Regions from separate parts of the Mus musculus genome. Here region 2 is linked to region 1. Evidence: chromatin contacts called from public Hi-C data. All regions are on one chromosome and are shown on one strand. The core of a region is the stretch at or near the end of the contact, and the rest is flanking DNA. Distances in the headings are between cores, read along the strand shown.

The links. Hi-C and Micro-C count contacts between places; a contact is called where the count stands out from the background.
Region 2: a Hi-C map of B cells shows a contact between it and region 1, with 6 read pairs. The contact joins the promoter of Lamtor1 here to the promoter of Lipt2 in region 1. A contact is called at or near these places in 1 of 39 promoter capture datasets (liver), 1 of 484 Hi-C or Micro-C datasets (B cells) and 1 of 9 other capture datasets (macrophages).

The regions. Positions count from the first base shown.
Region 1 is chr7:100,155,366-100,162,380 of GRCm38.p6, forward strand. It overlaps Lipt2 (lipoyl(octanoyl) transferase 2 (putative)), which reads left to right and starts at 3,912. Exons shown (of 2, transcript NM_026010.2): 1 at 3,912-4,382; 2 at 4,809-5,566. The coding sequence starts at 3,917. The coding sequence ends at 5,038. It overlaps Gm51452 (a long non-coding RNA gene), which reads right to left and starts at 4,811. Exons shown (of 2, transcript XR_003946658.1): 1 at 4,730-4,811; 2 at 673-2,766.
Region 2 is chr7:101,901,822-101,908,836 of GRCm38.p6, forward strand. Lamtor1 (late endosomal/lysosomal adaptor, MAPK and MTOR activator 1) reads left to right here and starts at 4,016. Exons shown (of 5, transcript NM_025605.3): 1 at 4,016-4,219. The coding sequence starts at 4,178. Tomt (transmembrane O-methyltransferase) reads right to left here and starts at 4,538. Exons shown (of 4, transcript NM_001081679.1): 1 at 4,478-4,538; 2 at 192-466. The coding sequence starts at 450. It also overlaps a transcript of Anapc15 not described here.

The DNA.
Region 1 (7,015 bases), core at 2,662-5,161:
TTGGAATGCATGACATATTAAAATCATATCAGGAAACCCAGACCCAAGAATGTATCAAACACTCCAAATAGAGAAAAGGGTTCAACACCTTTGCCTGAACCCCACAAAGAGGAAGGTGTCTAACACTGTGGTTGCAACCCATCCTCTGTCCACCTGGCATATGCCTCGAAAGACCACAGGCAGAGAACGTCCAGCTGTCCTGGGAACGTCCAACTGTCCCGAGAACTGCAGCCGAGCTTACGCTTCACTGACCGTCAGCCCATCTGTGTCTGCCTGTTCATCTGCTAGACCTGATCCTTTGCTTCACCTCTGTGACCTCCACAGTCTCACACCTTGCCTGAGTGGCTCAACCCAACCGTGAAGTTTGACTTGACTCAGCTGCCAGTGACCAGTGCCTTCAGCTGGGCTCATTAATACCTTATCTAACCACCCTCAGTGACTCTCTTTGTATCTGACCTCTTTGGAACCTCCTGAACTATGTGCGCTTTAATCCTTTGTAGACATTCAGTAACGTACATGTATACATACTTACACATATATTTACTGTGTGATATGTAGTGTGCGGTCTGAGAGCTAAGATTAGTAGTTTAGTATTGAGATAAAAGAACCTGTGTTTGCTTTGGCCAGCTATCAAGGGAAATTGGGAATATAAACAATAGCCAACACAACCAATGTAGCTTATGAATTTATTGTTATTAAATAAATTCTCACATGTAGAAAGAGTAAATGTAATAGCCAGAAGCTGGAAAGAACCCAGATGCCCCTCAACAGAGGAATGGATACAGAAAATGTGGTACATTTACACAATGGAGTACTACTCAGCTATTAAAAAGAATGAATTTATGAAATTCCTAGGCAAATGGATGGACCTGGAGGGTATCATCCTGAGTGAGGTAACCCAATCATAAAAGAACTCCCACAATATGTACTCACTGATAAGTGGATATTAGTCCAGAAATTTAGAATACCCAAGATATAAGATAAAATTTGCTAAACGCATGAAACTCAAGAAGAATGAAGACCAAAGTGTGGACACTTTGCCCCTTCTTAGAATTGGGAACAATACACCCATGGAAGGAGTTACAGAGACAAAGTTTGGAGCTGAGACGAAAGGATTGACCATCTAGAGACTGCCATATCCGGGGATCCATCCTATAATCAGCTTCCAAACGCTGACACCATTGCATACACTAGCAAGATTTTGCTGAAAGGACCCATATATGGCTGTCTCTTGTGAGACTATGCCGGGGCCTGGCAAACACAGAAGTGGATGCTCACAGTCAGCTATTGGATGGATCACAGGGCCCCCAAAGGAGGAGCTAGAGAAAGTACCCAAGGAGCTGAAGGGATCTGCAATCCTATAGGTGGAACAACAATATGAACTAGCCAATTACCCCCTCCCCCCCAGCTCGTGTCTCTAGCTGCATATGAATCAGAAGATGGCCTAGTCAGCCATCAGTGGAAAGAGAGGCCCATTGGTCGTGCAAACTTTATATGCCTCAGTACAGGGGAACGCCAGGGCCAAGAAGTGGGAGTGGGGTGGGTAGGGGAGTGGGTGGGGGAGCGTGTGGGGGGCTTTTGGGATAGCATTGGAAATATAAATGAAATAAATACCCAATAAAAAAGAAAGAGTAAATGTATCCAACTATATTTCTAACATAGCATTCTCATGACAGACAGTAGATGCATTGATGATTTTAAATTTTTTAGAGTGTCTAACACATGACAAATATTATCTAAGTGGTAACTATTATCTGTGCTCTAGAGCCATGGGACTGGCAAGGGGCAGGTAATGAGTCTAATCCAGGATAACCGAGGTAGATTAGAGTCAGCAGAGGTTCAGATGTAGTGTTGAGGGAAATAAGAGGGGGGCAGGGTGGGGAGGGAGACTCTAGGCTGAGCCTGGCGGGTGTAGATTGGATTCAGCATGCTACGAGTAAACACCTTTTACAACAATGACCTCCTTAGGTCCTGAAAATTTGGGATCATTTTAGGGGCTTGGAGGCTGCCACATGGCCTTGGTGAAGGGTCTCAGTTCAATGACACCCACAACAAATGATTTAAACGGTTGTTCTTTCATTCTGCAAATATCTACTAAGGCCCTATAGGTGTCAGACACTAGTTAGAGGAGATGAGGACCCAAGAATCAAACTGTGTATCACCTACCCCATAGGAGTGCAAACACACAGTGACGGAACAGAAGATGTACCCAGATCCCTGGCTTTCCTCCTTATTCTGCTTCACACCAGGACAAGTATTCAGCAGGAACACTGAGTTCATCTTGTGCAGGAACCAAATCGCTGCAGTTACTTTCCCCACCCTACACGGAATTATTAATAAGATTTAGGTGCTCTGGAACAGGGTTTCCCAATGTCTCTTCTTCTCCCAGAGCCTGGAGCTATCTCAATGTTTATTTTTTAAACCACATCCCCATGTTGATGACTCACAATAACTTTTGTCATCCGCTCTGAAACCTGCTATTATATATGTTTGCCCATGCCAGTCTGTCCGCCTTATTAATTCTTGGCATTGAGCCTCACTCTGGTTGGTATTCTGTTCTTCCTCTTTCTGCTTCCTGGCCCACCCACACTCAGTGTTACTGGAGCTATTAACAGTCAAAGTCCATCCCAGCACGTAGGAGGCAGAGGCAGGAGGATCTTCTGTGATGGAGGAGGGAGGGGAGAACCTGCATGGCAGAGGTGGAGGGGTTCAGAGAGTGAGAAAGTCCACAGTGCAACGATGTAGGCTCAGGCTTTAGGCCGATATCTGAAAAGGAAATAAAGAAAAGGGGAAAAAATTAGTGGTCAGTGCAGATCTGAGATTATGTCCCAGGTTAGAATACCACACCAGAGACACACAGTGTGGTTAGAAACAGGGGCTGGTTATTAAAAAAAGAAAAACACTCCCAAGAATGGGCGTGAGCTAGTGGGCTAAGTAAAAGCCTTGGGGACTGAGGGCTCAGGACCCTTTATAAGACTTTGATAAGACATCTACCTCTCCAAATTGTAGTTCTGGGGACTTTTCTGGCACATTCTCTGTTGTATAAAGCTCAGGTCAGGAAGGGTTTCTGGGCCAATTAATCACAATTAATCTTGATATTCTGGCTTCCCGTCCCCTGTCCTTCCCTCGGCTTCTGGGACTGGGTTGTATGATGACTCAAGCTGGAGCTCCCTTCAGAGATCAGGGCTTCATAATGGAAGCAACTCCTACAAAGGTAACGGTGCCTTCCCAGGAGTAGCTTGTTTTTGTGACCCATCTATGTAGGATGTCCCATTTGCTTTAATCTAGAATAATTCTAATGGGTCAGGCCAGACTCGGAGCATTCCTGGGGGATAGCTAAGGAAAGAATCTAATGCAACTATTTCTCTGCTCAACTACAGCTTCTGCCTAATCCTGTTTCTTTCAAGTCTTATATATCTTGAAGTACCTGCTACGTCCCACACCGATCCACAATAAACCTCTTTGCACACTAGTCTCCCTTTCAGTTTTCGAGGAACTCAACATATTACTGAATTCTGTTTTTCTTTCCATCATTGAGGAAAATACGTAATAAATAAATTAATTAAATTAAAAAAAAGAATTTACATGGTGAAACAGAAAGACAATTTCTGAATATTGTCAAAAAAAAAAACTTTAATATTAGCTTGTCAGCTGTGAACACCTAAGCTTCCAGGGTTGGATCTTCGTTTCTCAAATACTCTACACTGCACGGTCCAAGTTCCTGCAGAACACAGAACATACTAAAAAATGATTATTGGAATGAATGGGTGGTTAAGACCAATCCTGCCTGGACTTCGGGTCACACAGGTAGGCGGGAACTGAAGCTCCACTCGGGCTGAAGCTCAGGGGCGTGGCCCAGAGTCCCCGCCCCGAGACCCGCCAGAAGGCGTGGCCCACGCACGCCGCCTCCCGCGCGATGTCGCTGCCTGTGGTCCGGCTCGTTTGGCTTGGTCGGGTGCACTACTCGGAGCTGCTGGCGTTGCAGGAGCATTGGCTACGGCGGCTACAGGCAGACCCTCGCCCTGGGACCCTGTCGGGGACCAAAGCGGGTGTGCTCTTGGTCTGCGAGCCAGCGGGGCCCGTATACACGGGCGGGCTACGCGGTGGCCTGACACCCGAGGAGACTACGCGGCTGAGGGCCTTGGGCGCCGAGGTGCGCGCCACCGGCCGCGGCGGCCTGGCCACTTTCCACGGCCCGGGCCAGTTGCTCTGCCACCCGGTGCTTGACTTGCGGCTCCTAGGCCTGCGCCTGCGCACCCACGTGGCGGCGCTGGAGGCGTGCGCCGTGCGACTGTGCGAACTTCGGGGCCTGCAGGGCGCCCGCGCGCGGCCGCCGCCCTACACTGGCGTCTGGCTGGGGGAGCGCAAGATCTGCGCGATCGGTGAGCGCGCCGGGGCGGGACCGGGGCGGAGCCTGGGCAGGGCTAACATCGGGGAGCGCTGGGCTGGACATGAACTCTGGGCATGAGCCACTGACCTCCCTCATGGAGCTGAGACAAAAGAGTCCTCTAGTTCAGTATGAATTGCCAGGTTTCTTCCTGTGACTCATAACGGGAGACAGGATGCCAAAATTTAAAACTTCCAATGCAAACGCAATTCTTGTGTTAAACGAATCTCGAAAATAAGGGCAGCTGATGTGTAACCACAGCCCCCACCGCCATTGACTTAGCCCCCAGATCCAGTCAGTGTTCCATCCAAGTTTCAAGGGATTGTGCCCAGGCCTCCTTACCTTTCAGCCCCAGAGGGATCCTGAGGCTCCCAAAGAAGGGAAGTATAACTATGCTAAGATATTTTGGCTTGTCTTGCAGGAGTCCGCTGTGGAAGACACATCACGTCCCACGGCTTGGCTCTGAACTGTTCAACCGACCTCACATGGTTTGAGCACATTGTGCCTTGTGGACTGGTTGGAACTGGAGTCACTTCCCTGAGTGAGGCGCTTCAAAGACTTGTCACTGTGGATGAAGTAATGCCATCATTCCTTGTGGCATTCAAGGAGACTTTCAAGTGCACGTTAATCTCTGAGGACAGCCCCAGCTGAAGGACATTCATTCACCTTATCCTTGGGATGATGGTTCTACAATAGAAAGCTTCTAGTCTGACTGAGTCCCCAGAACTACTCTGATTCACTGACCATGACAGGCCCTGAGCAATTGCTAGTCTGACTGAGTCCCCAGAACTACTCTGATTCACTGACCATGACAGGCCCTGAGCAATTGCTCCCTGTATCTCCTCACCTACCTCAGACGACATTATGAAAATACTATGAAAAGTCACAGGCTACCTAAAGCATCCCCATGACCATTAACACCTGTTAATGGAGACACTCCAGTGTTATTATCAACTGCCATTTCCTAATTACTTGCTACTTTTTCAGTGCTAACAGCAATTGTATCAGTTGTATCTAACAGCAGTTTTGACTCTTAGGTTTTTTGAGTTCTGTGGGAACCAAATCTCTGTGAGGCCCAGGGAAGTGATAAAGTTACTCTTCTCAGGAGACCTGGGTCTTTCTTCAGTAAAGGAGAAAGCCTCTTCAAAAAAATAAAATAAAATAGTTTTGCCTTTCTGGGTTGAATGTCTCAAGTTTGATAATTTACCTATTTTTGCTTGAGGTCAACAGAGATGGGTTAGAGGCTTCATAAAGACAAGGTACTCCCTCCATGCATACAAAGACTAGAGAGGAAAGATTTTCCTAAGTGGGATTCCTAGATCTGTGTGCATGTCAGGCCTGCTAAGAAGCAGAAAATCTGTGATTCAAGACAGCCAAGGAACACATTACCTCAATTCTCATTGATTGGGAATTTGGAAGAAATGGACTTGGGTTGGTTGGAGTCTTACCAGAGCTTCCATTTAAAGGTCAGTTGTCATTGGAAGGCTTAACTATGCTGGAGTTCACTTTCCAAGATGGCTCACTCCATTGTGATTGCTTGGTTGCTTCTAGTTGTCGATGAAAAGCCTCAGTTCCTCACCATGCAGACTCATTAAAAAGGCTTTAATGGTTCTAAGACATTCGCCTCAATTCATTTAAAAAGGCTTTTTGAAGCAGTATGACATTAGTATTTCATAGTTTTACTGTCTTCACTGAGTCAGTGCATGCCTTATACTTTCAAGAAGCCTCACTTGACTACCCACCCCCTATCTAAGCCCGTGCCTGAAACCATGTCTGCCTTCATTTACTTGAGTTTTGACAATGGTCTCAGCCCAGGCTGACCTAGAACGTGCTATGTAGCCAAGGATGACCTTGAACTCCCCATCCTGTGTGAGCACTGACCTGTGCTATTCTGTGTGTGAGCACCGACCGGCATGTGCTATTCTGGGTCGTAGAGGATAGCTACCTGGTGGCTGACTGAGTTGACCTTCCTGAGCCACACCTTCACAGTATGAAGCAGTGTGAAGGTTTCTGCCTAGGCGAGAGAGGAGTCACATAGCCTAATGGCAGGGAGCACACTGAGATAATATTAGCACAGAGCCAGTGCTCCGCACCTGCTCTCATTATGATTGTTACAGTCTGTTCTCCGCTGATTTTTTTTTTTTTTTTGTGGGGGGAGAGGTTGGTTTTTCAAGACAAGGTTTCTCTGTGTTTAACTGTCCTAGAACTCACTCTGTAGACCAAGCTGGCCTAAAATTCAGAGATCCACCTCCCTCTGTTTCCTTAGTGCAGGCTTAAAGGTGTGTGCCACCGCTGCCCTGCCTCCGTTGCTTTTCTTAAGGGAGCTGTCCCCAGGTCCTGTAGCTTTGCCTCATGGCAGTAGGGCCTTTAAGAATAGAACTGTGACTGTCTTGTTTCCTTCATATCTCTGGCAAGCAACTGCTGAGCCTGGCATACAGGAGACCAGCCATAAAAACTGAGTGGAATTGAACCGTGTAAAGAGCCTCCCATTGTGGGCTGGGAGATGGCTCAGTGTATTAAAGCGCTTGTGGAAATGTGAGGACCTGAATTCAAGTCCCAGAACCCACATAAAAACTGGCAGGCACACAGTTAGGCCGGATAGTCTTATGTCAACTTGACACAATCTAG
Region 2 (7,015 bases), core at 2,766-5,265, 1.7 Mb after region 1:
GGCAATAAATGTCTGCTGGATAACTGAATAACTTGGTCCAGACTCCTCATTTCTAAATGAGGGGGGGAAAATGTCATAACGCAATCACGAAACTTCCTAATTTACCCAGGTAAGCAGTGGGCCATGCGAGGTTTTTCTTCACCGTCTTGGGTTTATTTCTCAAACAGAAGGGTAGGGAAAGGAACACTCACCTTTAACAGGGCCCATGTGGCTCAGGTACTCGCAGCAGCTGCTCCAATGGTCAAGCGTGGTGAGGATGTGACCAGGGTCTCCAGGCAGGGCATGGGTGAGCACATAGCTGAAAGCCCGCTCCTCAATCCGAAGTCCTGACAGGCAGTCTCGAAATCCTCTCAGCAGGACTGTACGCACCAGCAGTCGGAAATGGTGCCGGTATCTCACCAGCAGTGTTACCACGAGTGGCAGGAATGCCAGTGCAATGGCAGGGGACATTGTCCCTACCTGGGTCCTAGGATAGAGGGAGGCTGGCGGGGAAACCTAGATGTACCATTTGCCTGTCATTTGTGCAGACTTATTTATGCAATTTCCACGCTTATACAAACATGTCTGAGAGGCTGTCCTTTGCCAAAGACACAGCAGAACTGGGATTTGAGTTCAGCCTGTGCTCTTTGCAACCTCCTGCTGTTTAACACTCAACCACAAACTATATCTCTGGTCCTGGCTGCAGATCTAGTACTGCATTGTTGCTGATCCCACCCACTTTCTGACTTTCCTCAAGACCTTTTTCATCTGTTTCTTGGGGTGTCTTCCTCCTACCATACCTGGTCTGCCTGGACTCCTCTGATCCATTATGGGAAGCAAAAGAGAACAGCTTTGTTGTGAAACCCATTCACATTCTCACTGCACTTTGTCACAGTAAGAAGCAATTTAAAACACTACGCCTGCAGCTGGAGAGATGGCTCAGTGGTTAAGAGAACTTGTCACTCTTGCAGAGGACCTAGGTTTGTTCCCAGTACTCATGTTAGTTCACAACCATCTAGCTGTATCCTCAGTTCCAGAAGATCCAACCCCCTCTTCTGACCTCCAGGGGCTCACACAAGTAAACATGAATATAAGCAAAACACTCATAAATTCTAACAGCAAACAGCAAACAAACAAAACATTTGGCAGATGGCTTAGTGGTTAAGAGTACTGGCTGCTCTTCCAAAGGTCCTGGGTTTGATTCTCAGCACCCACAACTGGTTGCTCACAACTGTCTGTAACTCCAGGCCCAGGGGATCCAGTGCCCTCTTGTGGTTTCTGTGGGCACTGTATGTACATAGTGTATAGAAGTACATTCAGTACATTTGGGCAAAGCACCCATACATATATAATAGAAATAAATAATATCATTTAAAAATTAAAGAAAATACTATCTATGGTATTTTGGTGTACACTTGTAATCCCATCATGAGGAAGGCCAAGGTAGGAGATCCAAAGTTTGAAGCCAACCTGTACTACATTTGAGACCCTATCTCAAAAATAAATCCACCCTCTATACCATGTTAGAGTGGAGTGTTTGTTTTTTCTATCCAAGGATTTTCTGTTTGCTCTTCCCTGGAGGTGTGGGTCCTCCCTGGTCCTGTGTATTTTCTCCAGTCCTGTATTTTTATATTTGTATCCCCCTCCAAAGAGAATTCTCTGTAAGTGCAAATATGTACATGCACACACCACACATTCTCACCATTCAGCTTTCTTCTCCAGGACCACCTATAGGGGATAGCTGTTCTTTCCCCCCCTGCTCCTCCCCTTAGATCGGAGCCTGATAGGCTATTTTTGCAAGACCCTTGGTTGGAAGAGGGGTGTCTGTTAAAATCTAGATTGTATGAAGGAATGTGAAGCATTTGTGATGTGGGCATGAATTGATGTACCTGAGAACCCACAAGGCCCTGCTTACCTGAGCTGAAGGCTCCTAAGAAAGACCAGGTACCGGAATGGGAGTCCTTCAGAGGACTAACCCCAAGGATGGAGGCTGGACCTGATTTCAATTATTGATGTTGAGGCTGTTGTTACCTGAGACCTGCAGTTCAGGTTACCAAACTTCAGCTGCCTCCTATTTCTCAGGCCTTTGAGAAACTTAGCAGAACTCTAGGGTCTTAATCTGAAGAATTAATAAATATTACTAGGTGACTTTTCTAACCCCTTGGGATCAGGACATGCGGCATGGTGTAAACCAAAGTAATTGAAAATTATTTACTGAATTCAAAACCCAAGTTTTCTGGGTTGTTTGTTTGTTTGTTTTGTTTTTTGAGACAGGGTTTCTCTCTATAGCCCTGGCTGTCTTGGAACTCATTTTATAGACCAGGCTGGCCTCGAACTCAGAAATCCGCCTGCCTCTGCCTCCCAAGTGCTGGGATTAAAGGCCTGCGCCACCATGCCCAGCTCCCCAAGTTTTCTGTAAGTAAGTGTTAGGGTATCAGTTACAGAGTAAAGTCAGACTCTGTCCTTGTCTCTCAGTTACTCACATGTGGTAGAAGAAATGAACTAAAAAACACAACTATAGAATACACTGACCACCTGACTAGGGATTCCATGGTCTGGATCTTGGGCTGTTTTCTGCCCAGCTACCTATCCAAACTGAACACTAGAGTGGCACACTATAGACAATAAATATTTGGGGTATGTATTTTTTTAAGATTTATTTATTATATCTAAGTGCACTGTAGCTGTCTTCAAATGCACCAGAAGAGGGTGTCAGATCTCATTATGGATGGTTGTGAGCCACCATGTGGTTGCTGGGATTTGAACTCAGGACCTTCGGAAGAGCAGTCGGTGCTCTTAACCACTGGGCCATCTCTCCAGCCCTGGGGTATGTCTTTTTTTTTTTAATTTTTTTTAAGATTTCATTTATTTATTTTATGTAACTACATTGTAGTTGTCTTCAGACACACCATAAGAGGGCATCAGATCTTGTTACAGATGGTTGTGAGCCACCATGTGGTTCCTGGGATTTGAACTCAGGACCTCCAGAAGAGCAGTCAGAGCTCTCATCCGATGAGCCATCTCTCCAGCCCTGGGGTATGTCTTTTAAATTAAGTTTATGTGTATGAGTGTTTGGTCTGCACGTATGTGTCTGTGCACTGTGTGTGTGTACTTGCCTGCTGCCAGAGGCCAGAAGGGGCATTGTTTCTCCTGGGTCTGGAGCTATATATGATTGTAAGTCACCATGTAGGTGCTGGGAATTGAACTTGGGCCTTCTGGGGGAGCAGCAGCCAGTGCTCTTAATCACTGCGTTGTCTCTAGCCCTATGATTTGTTAATAAGTGAGTGGCACCAGATTAAGTAAAGAGAAGTGCTCAGAAGAGAATCAGAAAAGGCAATCAGGAAGAAAAGTTTGTATTGAGACTTTGAATACTCTAATCCCTGATTTGGAAAGAGAAGTGTCTGCCATCTGCCTACTCAGGCAGAATTCACCTTAGTCAAGAAACTGCCAAATACTTGAGTAGAGAGATGGCTAAACTGTGCCTGCCCCAAAGTTTGCCAATCTAACAATTCCTACGACCCTCATGGTGGAAAGATACAACCAACTCTTAGAAGTTATTCTGTGACCTCCACACTCACATACTCAAAATAAAAATACATATGCGTTTAATACTGGTAAGGCAGAGGTAAGTGGCTCTCTGAATTCGAGTTCAGCCTGGGCTACACAGCAAATTCCAGGTCAGTGAGGGCTACGTAGTGAGACCTTGGTCTCTCTCGCACACATAAAGGACAAAGAAACTAGCAAAGAGTTCTGAGTGAAGTACATCTCCCTCCAGTACGCTACTCGCCACTTGCATGGCACTTAAGAATTTATCTTGATATAGCACTGGGCCCACAAAGGTGGCCCTGACACCATGTGACCACACAACTCGTCGCACTGCACTGGCCACTAAAGCTAAGGGACGCAAGGATTCGGAGTTAGAGACTAGGACAACAAAATCATGTGACTCGCCCCGCCTGCCTTCCTATCACGTGCCGCGGGTCCGCTCACGTAGGACGCACTTTTCCATTGGTTGGCGATTGTCACGCGGCGAGGCGGGACCGGAAGGCAAGATTTGGCTGTGGCGCCGGAGCGGCTTTAGGACAGGCTAGGCGAGGGGGAGGGGAGCGAGAGGCAGCCGCGGGTCATGTGACCGGAAAGGCTCCTGACGGACGCCGTCCCTCCTCGGCGCCGCCTGAGCGCCCGGCCCGACCCCGCCATGGGGTGCTGCTATAGCAGCGAAAACGAGGACTCGGACCAGGTGCGACAGCGGCGGACGGGGTTTGGGACTGTGGGCTACGACCGCGGGGCTCGGGGCCCAGAATAAAGCCCGCAGTGGCGGGGAGCCGGACTGCAGGCTCACCGAGTACGGAGGCCTGGAGGGGACAGATTACAGAGAGGACGGCCAGCCGGGCTCCTACCCTCTTAAAGATCCTAGTCTTACTTCTGCCTAGGGTTGCGGCGGTCGCCGCCTGACTCGGCCCCTCCCCTTCCACTCTCCAGTCCCCTCGTATCTCACCACTCGAATCCTCAGACTGGGTTCTCGGGAAACATTCGCGCTCACAGATTCCTCTGTCTTCACTGCAGCTTGGCTTAGTGGACCCATTGTAGAGATAGGTAATTTGAGGCTCTCAGTCTCCCGAGATAAATCAGGAATTTCTGTGTGTTCTGTCAACTGTTCTGCCACTGTTGGCTTGGTGTCAAAAGTTGACACCAAGTTACTGTCATTTGAGTTGGCCAGTGAAGAATTAATAGAGCGAAGACATCGGGACGTTGGGGAGCAATAGAGTTTGCTTTGACCGATATAGAGGAAAGGGGATTTGATTTATGAGTTTGGTTTGCTGTTCCCTGCCTGGTGCCTGAGGGTTCCTCGAGCTAGAGAGTTCCTCTCTGAAGAATGTGATTGTAGATCTTACTCTTTTCGAGAAAGCATCGACTTGGAGAGACTTCAGTGTCTTGTTTTTAAATTTCCATCTTCCCCTTGGTGCATCTCATTCCTCTCTACTACAGTCCCTTCCCTGCCTAGACGCTTTTGAGGAGGGGAAGACTTTTGCAAGGCTGGGTGTCAGCCCCCTGGCCATTCCTCTTAACAGCTGCCTCGAAGCCTGAGCCCTGATGTCTACACACAGTAGGCACCGTGCCACAGAGAACAGTTTCACCCGGTCTAGTGGAGGATACAGTCAGAGACATAAGTGGTGTCGCTGTACTTGGGAAGGTGTTCTTCCCCCCAGTGAACCCTGCAGTTCAGGAGAATGTGATTTGTGTCGGGGTGAGTGCTTCCTGAACCTCATTCATTGCTTGACCTGAGTTTGACATGCCTGTGGCCGTAACTTTCACTTCATTCTGTCATGCTAAAGGCTAGAACTGCAAAAATAGGAACCCACCACAAAACAACAGAAAAGGAAGAAGAAGGCAGATATCCCTGCCTAACAGCAGAGTTATGGAGGGAAAGCTAAAATTCCACCTTCCTCTTTACAGATTCTCATTTCTGGCTGGTTTGGTTTGTTTTTAAAAAGGTCTCCTGAAGCCCAGACTGGCTGCAGACCTGCCATACAGTTGAGGATGACCTTGAATTTCTGGTTCTGCTTCTCCCTGAGTGCTGGGATCCTAGGCATATGTCACTCACTATGTCCAGTTTTATGCAGTCGTAGAGATCAAACCCCAGGGTCATATCCCCAGTCCCTCTTTAGGTAGGCCCTCTTCAGCATTGCCTGTCCCTGTATTAGAAGTGTAAGAATTACCTTACACCTAAGAGAGTGAGTCCCAGTACTTAGGAGGCTGACACAGAACTGCCTCAAGTTTGTGGTCTGTCTGGCTACACAGTAAGTTCAGGGCCTGTCTGTCTCAAAAAGAAAAATGTATAAGCAATAGGTCTTCAGAGGCCGCCTACGATTGCTTCATTTGACTCCTGCTAGTTACCTGTAAAATGTTTAAAGGTGAGGGAAAAGTTAGGAGGATTGAAGCAATTTAGCTAATGTTAGAAGTACTCTAGCCACGCCGGGCGTGGTGGCGCACGCCTTTAATCCCAGCACTCGGGAAGCAGAGGCAGGTGGATTTCTGAGTTTGAGGCCAGCCTGGTCTACAAAGTGAGTTCCAGGACAGCCAGGGCTACACAGAGAAACCCTGTTTCGAAAAACAAAAAACAAAAACAACAAAAAAAGTACTCTAGTCATGGTGTTCTAAGAACAAGACACATACCTTATATACTGGGACAGGCTCTGAGGTAGTGGTGGGCAGACACCTTAGGTCTGCTAAAGTCAATAATGAAATCTTGACTCAGGTTGTATTGGCTTAGGAAGCAAACCTTGATGTAAGAAACCTACCCCATGTATCACTCATTCTGTGGGTGTCAGGTGATGTCATTAACTTTTTCCCGGTGGGGTTGGGGATGACACGGCCCTATCCTGAAGGAATATTTGTCAGGAGCAGTGCTGGGGAAAGGACCGGCAGCAGCCGTGGGGGACTCCTTGTGACCACCAGCTTCCCTTAGAGACCCTTTCACCTTTGGTAAACCTTTTATCTGTCTAGCCTATTGATACTGAGGAAGGAGAAAGATAGATTGTCCAGGAACCTGAGGCAGAAGACCGTAGATGTTTCCTTCTGTCGTGGTGAACTGGGTCGAGTGGTTTGAGGACATTTGGGCAATGTAGTTCTGAGGAGGAAGAGCAAAGTGGAAAGGCTGAGCCTGTCTGGGGTGGGGCAGGCCAGGCAGGAGGAAGTAGCCATCATAGGGAGAGTTGTGAGCAGGAGAGCTGGCTCCTGTAACTGGGAAGCTGGTGGGAACTGAGACAGCCCAGGAGGACTGCTGAGACTGGCTGGCGGCCACTGGAAGTTGATGGGTCAGCACTGGCCAGCATTCCTCTCCTTCTACACACTATACTCCTTCAGAAGTTGCCATGTCCCGAGCCTTCTAGGGCCCAAATAGACTTGAATCAGGTCTGCTTATCCAGATTGCAGCTGACACAGCCAGCAGGGGTCTCTACTGATGGACTTAAGGCAGTAGATTAGAACAAGGTCTGAACCAGGACAAGGAAAGTCCAATGTTAGGAGATGTAGT